Regions from separate parts of the Nomascus leucogenys genome. Here region 2 is linked to region 1. A link is a contact called in public Hi-C data. All regions are on one chromosome and are shown on one strand. Each heading gives the region's core, a stretch centred on a gene start, on an enhancer-like site or on the middle of the called end of the contact. The rest is flanking DNA. Distances are from core to core; before and after follow the strand shown. Region 1 holds the start of AP3S2 (AP-3 complex subunit sigma-2). Region 2 overlaps ZNF710 (zinc finger protein 710).

Region 1 (4,780 bases), core at 685-3,184:
TAAATATAACCATTTGCCATATTTTAACAACGATTTTTCCATTAAATAATTCTTTTTATAAAAAAAACTTTATATATCTGTTGATGTTTTGTGATTTTTATTGCTTCTAAGATAATACAGATTTTTGGATATTATTCAATTTCATTTTCTTCTATTTAGGTTATTATCTGGTTTTATACTTAACTACTTATTTTCAAATTGCTAACCAGTTATCCTAATAGTATTTACTGAATTCCTTCCCACTCCTACATCACATATTAAAATTATCTTGTGCCTAAATTATTTATAATATTTCAGTTAGTCTTTCTATAATTACAATTTGAACCATCAAAGTAGGTTTTCATAGTTGGCAGAGCTAGTTCTTCTTCATAATTCTGTTTCAGAATTTTCTTTGATATTCTTCCTCAACATTTTAAACATTTTGTCAAGTTGCAGTGCAACTGACTTTGGGTTTTTATTTATTTAAAAACTGGGCCATGCCGGGCGCAGTGGCTCATGCCTGTAATCCCAGCACTTCGGGAGGCTGAGACGGGTGAATCACTTGAGGTCAGGAGTTTGAGACCAGACTGGCCAATGTGGTGAAACCCCATCTCTACTAAAAATACAAAATACAAAAATTTGCTGGGCATGGTGGCATGTGCCTGTAATCCCAGCTACTGGGGAGGCTGAAGCAGGAGAATTGTTTGAACCCGGGAGATGGAGGTTGCAGTGAGCCAAGATCGTGCCACTGCACTCCAGCCTGGGCAACAGAGTGAGACTCCACCTCAAAAAAAAAAACAAACAAAACTGGACTAGGCATGGTGGCGGTTTGGGAGGCTGAGGCTGGAGGATCCCCTAAGGCCAGCAGTTTGAGGTTACGGTGAGGTATGACTGTGCCACTGCACTCCAACCTGGGTAAGACCCTGTCTCTGAAAAACAAACAAGCAAACCCCAAAACTCTGGCTGCAAAAGTAGTACATATTTCTTTGAAGGAAAAAAAGGAAAACTTGATAATCCTACCACCCAAAGATGTTTTTAAATCACTTATGTGGTACTCAGTTATGTGCCATGCACTGTTCCAAGTGCTTACAAATATTATACTAACTCCCTTGGTGTTTATAACAACTGTCTGCAGTCAGTAGACTCATTTTCCAGTTTAAGAAACTGATATTACACCTTTTCTACAGAAGGGGCAACTTGCCCAGGGTGCCCAGGCAGTCCGCAGAACCATGCTTTGAATCAGGGCAGTGTGGTTCCAGGGTCCTGTACAGATCAAACACCCTGACTCTGCTATTCCATCAGATACATTATTCATATTTTGGTGTATTTGCCTCCAATCTTGTGCAAAGTGGGTTGTCCCTGTACATACTTCGTGTAATCTTTTAGCTTAACAGATGTCATGAACACTTCTGTATCATAAATCTTTCCCAGCATGATTTTTATTATCTATTTAATATTTCTCATATTCATGTAGAACAATGCACTTAACCAATTTCTCATTTTTGTAATAATTTTCTTCCCATTTCCCCTGTAATAACACTGCTGAGATACATATTTTTTTCTTCTTCTTTTTTTTTTACTGTTCTGAAGATACTCTGGCAGAAATGTATGTTCCTGAGGCTACATCTTTTCACACATCCACAATCATTTTATCATAAATTCTAGAGCTGGAAACGCTAAGTCTAATGTTATATATATCTATGTTATATATCTGTCACCCAGGCTGGAGTGCAGTGGTGCTATCTCAGCTCACTGCAACCTCCGTCTCCTGGGTTCAAGCCATTCTCCTGCCTCAGTCTCCAAGTATCTGGGACTACAGGCGCGCGCCACCACACCCGGCTAATTTTTGTAATTTTAGTAGAGGCGGGGTTTCACCATGTTGGCCAGGCTGGTCTCGAACTCCTGACCTCAAGTGAGCCACCCGCCTCGGCCTCCCAAAGTGCGGGGATTACAGGCGTGAGCCACCGCGCCCGGACTGTTACATATTTTTAAGACTTCTGATCCATATTGCCAAACAGTCCTCTGGATCGATTTGCAGCTGTATCCGCTGCTCCATCTGCAGTATACGGACGTGTTCCACTTCACCCACACTGGGTCATTAAAAGAACAAACAAAAATAAGAACTTGATCGATTTGGGATTTTAAATGGAAATGCACTAAAAATTCCTTAATTCCACCATTCACCGTCTACCATGGAGGAACAGCCCATCTGCACGGAGAGACAGCTACGTAATTCACTGCAGCATTGTAATACTGAAAAATAAAAATGAACGAAATGTTCCTTAACCGAGGAACGGCCGAATGACCAAGGTCTCCACTCCGCGGAACGTTCTGCGAGCGCTAAGAGGATGGCGGGAGTGCAAGATTTGGAGCGGACGGTGAGAAAGACAAGCTTCCGCCGCCTCTCCGTTTTGGCAACCCGGCTGTTCGTCAAGTTTCGGCTTCTGGGGCCAGCCGTCGGTCTGGGTGAGGGACACAGATCCGGATTCGCATCCTGACCGGCCAACCGACGCTGGCCGAGGTGACCACGCTCCTCGGCATTCGCACCTGCCCTCCGCAGGGGACCCCGCAGCCCTCTCCAGGGCGTCAAAGAGGCCGGACCCTTGGGTGCTAGGGCTCCTGAGCGCCGGGGCCAAGTTTCCGAGTGCCGCTCTCAGCAGCGCACCAACCGGAAGTGGCCGTCTTGTGGCGGAAGGAGGCGCTTTCTGGGAGTAGCCGGTGCTGAGAGAACCGTGGCTGGCAAAGATGATTCAGGCGATTCTGGTTTTCAACAACCATGGGAAGCCGCGGCTAGTCCGCTTCTACCAGCGTTTCGTGAGTGCAGCCCGGCTTCACCACGCCCCTTCAGGGCGCCCACTATCTCTTCCTTCCTCTTTGGCCTCTCGGCGCCCGGGGGCACCGCTCCTTGGTCACCTGGGGCTCCTGCACCGAGCATGACCCTCACCCTACTTAAGCACTTAACTTAGGCGCAGGCCGGTGCCAGGCCTTCTGTCTCCCGCCCTAGTGCCTCCGCTCTCTCTGACCCTTTTCTTGATCCTGGCATTTCTGTGCCGTTTTGTGACATTTTCCCTTGGGTCTCTGGGAACGAGATAGAAGCGATAGTGGGGAGTGTGCCTCGATGAGAACTTGAATGATTGAAGTCACATTCTGTCATCTTTTTGGTTGTTGACCACAGTTTCATGAGGAAGAAATACTAAGTTTCTGAAAGTTTTTGTTATAGCCAGAGGGTCTGGAAAAGTTCTTTTTTTTGGAATTATTTTGCTTCAGTGTTGGCTGGGACTTTCCAGAGACTAGATACCCTTCACTCTGTAGGGTTGAAGAAAATCAGTTTAAAAGTGGAAAAATGATGAGAAATTATAAATGCTGCCGCATAAGGGCTCAATAAATGATTACGTAAATTTGAATTTCCCCAACACGTTCCTTTGCAAACACATAAACATCAGTATTTGCTTCCTGTCTTCCAAGATTGTATTTCTTCATGGCGGGGTTTCAAAATGTTACATAATTGGGGGACTGGTGAAACTGAAGAGGGGAAAGAGCCAGAAAACGTGTTCAGGCTTCAGCTCCACTTTTTCTACTCTTGCGTCTATTGACAAGTTAATAAACCCTTTTCAGACTTTTATTCTGTCTTTTGTCAATTAGAAATCAAAAAATAATTTTACTCATAAGATTTTTAAAGCTGGATTACATTTTATTAAGTAGATTACATCGAGGTAAAAATATGAGTATTCAGGCCGGGCGTGGTGGCTCACACCTGTAATCCCAGCACTTTGGGAGGCCGAGGCGGGCGGATCACGACGTCAGGAGATCGAGACCATCCTGGCTAACACGGTGAAACCCCGTCTCTACTAAAAATACAAAAAATTAGCCGGGCACGGTGGCGGGCACCTGCAAGTCCCAGCTACTCAGGAGGCTGAGGCAGGAGAATGACGTGAGCCCAGGAGGCGGAGCTTGCAGTGAGCCAAGATAGCACCACTGCACTCAGGCCTGGGCGAAAGAGCGAGACTCCCATCTCAAAAAAAAAAAAAAAAAAAAAAATATATATATATATATATATAAGTATTCAGCGTAACCATTTGTATTTACATTTGTGTGTATGCAAATTTCCCCCCTAGTTTTTTTCTAACAGGGTTATTGAGATAAAACTAACATGCTATACTGTTTACTTATTTATTTTATGTTATTTACTTACAGAGATGGGGTCTTTCTATGTTGCCCAGGCTGGTCTTGAACTCCTGGGCTCAAGCAATCCACCGGACTCAGCCTCTCAAAGTGCTGGGATTACAGGCATGAGCCACTGTGTCCGGCCCCAGTTTACCTATTTAAAGGGAACAATTCAGTGTTTTTTAGCATGTTCACAGAAGGTGTGTAACCATCACCGCAATCAATTTTAGATCATTTTCATCACCCCAAAAAGAAACCTGTGCCCATTAGCAGTCACTCCCTATTTCCTATTTCTCCATGACTCTCCCAGCCCCAGAGAGTCTCTTTCCCTCTAAATTTGCCAGTTCCAGAATGGCAGGAATTTGCCTATTCCGGAATGGCAAATGGAATTTGCCTATTCCGTTGCATATAAATGGAATAATAAATAAGTGGTTTTTTTGTGTCTGCCATGTTTCATGTAGTATAATGTTTTCAAGATTCATCCATGTTGTAGCATGTATCTGATGTTCTTCGTTTCTTTTATGGCTGAATAATATTCCATTATATGGATATGCCATATTTTGATTGTCAATTTATAAGTTGATATTCCTGCTTTTTGGCTCTTCTAACTAATGCTGCTATGAACATTCTTGTGCAA
Region 2 (4,410 bases), core at 1,007-3,506, 170 kb before region 1:
AGAAAGGGAGAGGGAGAGAAGAAATGTAGAGACAGGGAAGGGGGGGCAGAGGAGGAGCCTGAGTGAGGGGGAGGGAGAGAGAATGAGGCTGTGGAGGCCAAGAAACAAAGGCGGGAGGGGGAGGGGCGTGCAGTGACACCAGAAGCCCAGGACTGCCCTATTTCCCAGGGCTCGGCACCTCCACCTCCCAGGCCTGAGGGCCAGGCCAGCCCCTGGGGAGGGAACAAAGATTCATCGTCTGGGGGCCGGCAGGGGACCTTCCCCACCAAGGCGGGGACGCGGGCTCCTCAGAGCTCTGGAATCTCTCACTGCGACTTCACCTATGGCTTTGCCCCATGGGTCCTGTAAAGGCTGGGCAAGTCGCCTGGCTCCTCCACCTGTCTCCGTTTCCTGATCTGTAAAATGGGCACAAGAGCCTACTTGGACCGCGGAGGCGGGCGAACTATTGACCTACCTGCCAGTTACCAGGGTCCCTTCCCCAAGCTGTGACAGCACCTCCTCTCATCCCACACTGCCCACAACAGTGCTCCTTTCTTCTCACTCACCCATCACTCTAGCAGCAGAGGAGGGTCAGGTGGGATCAGGGTGGCTGGTGTCCCCTGGGACACAGATCTCAGGGCAGAGAGTGGGTGAAGACACCCAAAACCTGGTCTGGCACGACAGGAGCCATTTTGAAGGAAGAACCAACAGGATCTTGTGGCCACCTGGACACTCTTTGACTAATTCCCACCACCAGGGAGATCTCAAACACCAACTGAAGGGCGGGCACGGTGGCTCACACCTGTAATCCCAGCACTTTGGGAGGCCGAGGCAGGCGGATCACTTGAGCTCAGGAGTTTGTGACCAGCCTGGGTAACGTGATGAGCTCTTGTCTCTGCAAAAAAATGCAAAAATTAGCTAAGTGTGGTGGCGTGCCTGTAGCCCCACGTATTTGGGAGGCTGAGGCAGGAGAATTGCTTGAGCCCGGGAGGCGGAGGTTGCAGTGAGCTGAGATCACGCCACTGCACTCTAGCCTGGGTGACAAGAGTGAAACCCTGTATCAAAAAAACAAAACAAAAAAAAGTATAGAAATAAAGAAAAAGCAAGCAAAGAAACAAACAAAAACAACCAACAGACAGAGGTCTGGGGCTTCTACCAGGCCAGGCTTGGGACATCACCAAGCACCCGTGATCAATGTAATTTGATGACTATTTCCTGAGGGTCCAGTGAGCCCATACTCCCTGACACAGCCTCAGCAGTGCCTCGAACTTATCCTGGAAGGCAGGCTTGCCTGTTGGCTCCCTCATCTTGGCCTTGAATCACCAGATTGCTCAGAGACTGCAGTCTCCAGCCCTGCAGCTGAACCTCTGATCTTTTATTTATTTATTTATTTATTTATTTATTTATTTATTTATTTATTTTTTGAGACAGAGTCTCGCTCTGTCGCTCAGGCTGGAGTGCAGTGAAGCGATACTGGATCACTGCAACCTCTGCCTCCTGGGTTCAAGCAATTCTCCTGCCTCAGCCTCCAAAGTAGCTGGGATTACAGGCACCCATCACCATGCTCGGCTAATTTTTTATATTTTTAGTAGAGACAAGGTGTTCACCATGTTGGCCAGGCTGGTCTCGAACTCCTGACCTCAGGTGATCCACCCGCCTTGGCCTCCCAAAGTGCTGGGATTACAGGCGTGAGCTACTGCACCCGGCCTGACTTTTTTTTTTTTTAAGAGATGGGTCTTCCTCTGTTGTCCAGGCTGGAGTGCAGTGGTGCCATCGTAGCTCACTGCAGCCTCAAACTCCTGGGCTCAGGCGATCCTCCTGCCTCAGCCTCCCAAGTAGGTGGGACTAAAGGCATGTGCTACCACACCCATTTAATTTTACATTGTTTTTGTAGAGGTGGAGTCTTCTAAGTTGCCCAGGCTGGTCTTGAACTTCTGGGGTCAAGCGATCTTCTCACCTTGGCCTCCCAAAGTGCTGGGATGACAGGCCTAAGCCACTGTGCCAGGCTTGAGCCACTGATTTAATGCACATTTACTAAGCACCTATTAGGTGCTTGCTTGTGGGTAGATAGAAGGGGCAAATTAAAGTTCTCACCCTTGGGGAGTTGACTTGCGTAAGCTCAGTCCACATGAAGCACCAGGATCTCTGGGAGGCAGGGGCTGCAGTATGGGGGTGGGGTGGGGACAGCACTGAGGACTGGGTTCCATGGAGGCAGTTCAGGACCCAACAGAGCAAGAGCGGGGAGGGGGCTCCTGACCCTGGGTCTGGCATTCAAGCCCTCCAGGATGTGGCTCTGGACCTTTTGCCCCTCGGAGTCCAGGGCCCTGGGGCTGGAGAGGCTGAAGCTGGAGTGGGCGGGACAAGTAACCAGGTGAGAGGAGAAGAGGAAGTTCCAGGCCTGTACACCGCTGTGAAAAACATGCATGGGATTTCACCGCCTAAGGAAACCAGCCTCTTGGTTTCCCCTGTTGTCCTCCTCGCAGGAGGCTTCAAAGGAAACTCTGCTCACATGTGCAGAAGGGAAGAGGAAGCGAGAGCTGGGAGGCCTGTGCCTCGGGGCCCCTTGCCACAGTCTCACTTCTGCCCAGCCCACAGGCCTCAGGAGCCAGAGGCCCAGGGAGCTGCCACCGGCATGGGGGAGGGGCAGGGGAAGCTCGAGAGTCTCTTCCTCCTGGGATCCTGTCTCTGCCTTGCTTCCCCTTTCTCTGTGGACAGATTCACTGAGCCCCACCTCTGGGAGTCAGAGTGGCTGGGCCCCTGACACAGGGCTACCAACCCACAAACCACCGTGATGCCCACCGTACCCAGCCCTGTTAACAGATAAGGAAACTGAGGCCCAGGGAGGGGAAGGGAATGGTCCAAGGTCACACAGTGAGACGGTGGGGGAGCAAGGACTAGAATGCAGGTCTCCAGCTCCGCAGCCCCCACAGCCTTTTGGTAGGTGGGATGCACTGCCCATGCCTTCATTTGCTGCCCAAGATGGCTCCCAGGCAGGCTCCACTGCCCCTCTGCCCCCCACTCACCAACGTTTCCTACCTCGGGGCCTCTGCACAGGCTGATGCCCCTGCCAGGACTGCCCTTCCCTCGAACTGGGTGCATTTCCCATCATCTTTGGGGATTTAGTGCAGGCACTGCCTCCCTTGAAGTACATGAGGGCAGGATGAGGACCCTCTCCCAGCCTGAGACCATCACTGTGATGGTAAATCTTATGCGTCATCTTGGCTAAGCTATGGTGCCCAGCTGTGTGCTTGGCTAAGCTAGATGTTGCTATGAAGGTATCTTATAGATGTGACTCACATTTACAATCGGGTGACTTTAAGAAAAGCAGATGACCCTCCATAATGTGGGTAGGCATCAAACAATCAGTTGAAGGCCTTAAGGGCAAACATTGAGGTTTCCCAGAGAAAGAATTCTGCCTTGAGACTGTAACATATGAATCTTGCCTGAGTTTCCAGCCCCCAGGTCTGCCCTGCAGATTTTGGACTTGCCAGCCCCCACAATCACAGGAGCCAATTCCTTAAAAGAGACCTGTGTGTGTGTGTGTGTGTGTATGTGTGTGTATGTGTGTGTGTGTGTAGTGTCTCCTACTGGTTCTATTTCTTTCTAGAACCCTGACTGATACAATCACACTGTGGATCATCTCCCCCCACAGCCAGGCCACCCCTACAGGACAGTGACTGCAGAGGAACAGAGGGGGCCCAGCGGGGGAGTGTCTCTAGAGAAAGACACCAGGGTGCAGAAAAGGGAAGAGAAGGAAGCTGACAGTCGCCAAGGGGCCAAGACTGAACATGGTAAGTGAGATGGAGAGTGAAACTCTTGCCTGAGAGTTCCACCAAGGCTTTGCTCTTCTCTGAGCACCTCACTCCCAGGGCAGTCCTGTCTCCTCCTTCGGGTGGTCTCCAGGCAGCATAGGGAAGGGCCTCTCCAAATTAGTTAGCAAGAGCAGACGCACACTCTCAGTGACCTGACCTTGTCTAGTGAATCAAGCCAGAGGGCCCTCCCCACCCCAGGTGCCTTCTTCCTTGCCTTCCCCTAATGGCAGAGTCCCCAGGAGCTCAGGCCCAGGAGCTCTGAGTGCTTTTTCATCTGACGCCCTCCCAGGTGAGAGAGCCCCTCCCACAGGGCCTGCTCTGACAACGCTTGCTCTCTTGATCCATCCCCCAGGCCCAGGTGCACCTACACCTGATCTGGGAGCCACGCCTCTGCTTCTATAAGCTGAGGGCTGAGGTGGGCCTGACTGCCACAGGGTGGCCCCTGTGTGAGGATCTCCCTCCTCTAAGAGATCACAGTACCCTAAAACCCAAGGAAATGAGGGGTGAAGCCCCCATGGTGAGGCATGAACTATTTTGATGTGAGTTTTCAGACACAAACTCTTGTGAAGACAGAGACCCTGGGTCCACAGAGTTCCAGAACTGGTATCGTTTGATTAGA

The links. Hi-C and Micro-C count contacts between places; a contact is called where the count stands out from the background.
Region 2: a contact with region 1 is called in a Hi-C map of a lymphoblastoid cell line, with 4 times the contacts expected there. The contact joins the enhancer-like site here to the promoter of AP3S2 in region 1. A contact is called at or near these places in 2 of 4 Hi-C or Micro-C datasets (both in a lymphoblastoid cell line).

Annotation. Positions count from the first base shown.
Region 1 is chr6:108,647,421-108,652,200 of Asia_NLE_v1, reverse strand. AP3S2 (AP-3 complex subunit sigma-2) reads left to right here and starts at 1,934. Exons shown (of 6, transcript XM_030815013.1): 1 at 1,934-2,793. The coding sequence starts at 2,725.
Region 2 is chr6:108,817,492-108,821,901 of Asia_NLE_v1, reverse strand. All of the region lies in intron 1 of ZNF710 (zinc finger protein 710), which reads right to left. Among named protein-coding and RNA genes, the nearest start is that of IDH2, 42 kb to the left of the region's middle. Within about 2 kb of position 2,256, the one cell type or tissue checked has an H3K27ac peak away from gene starts, as active enhancers do. A contact at or near this core is called in a lymphoblastoid cell line, where this site is marked.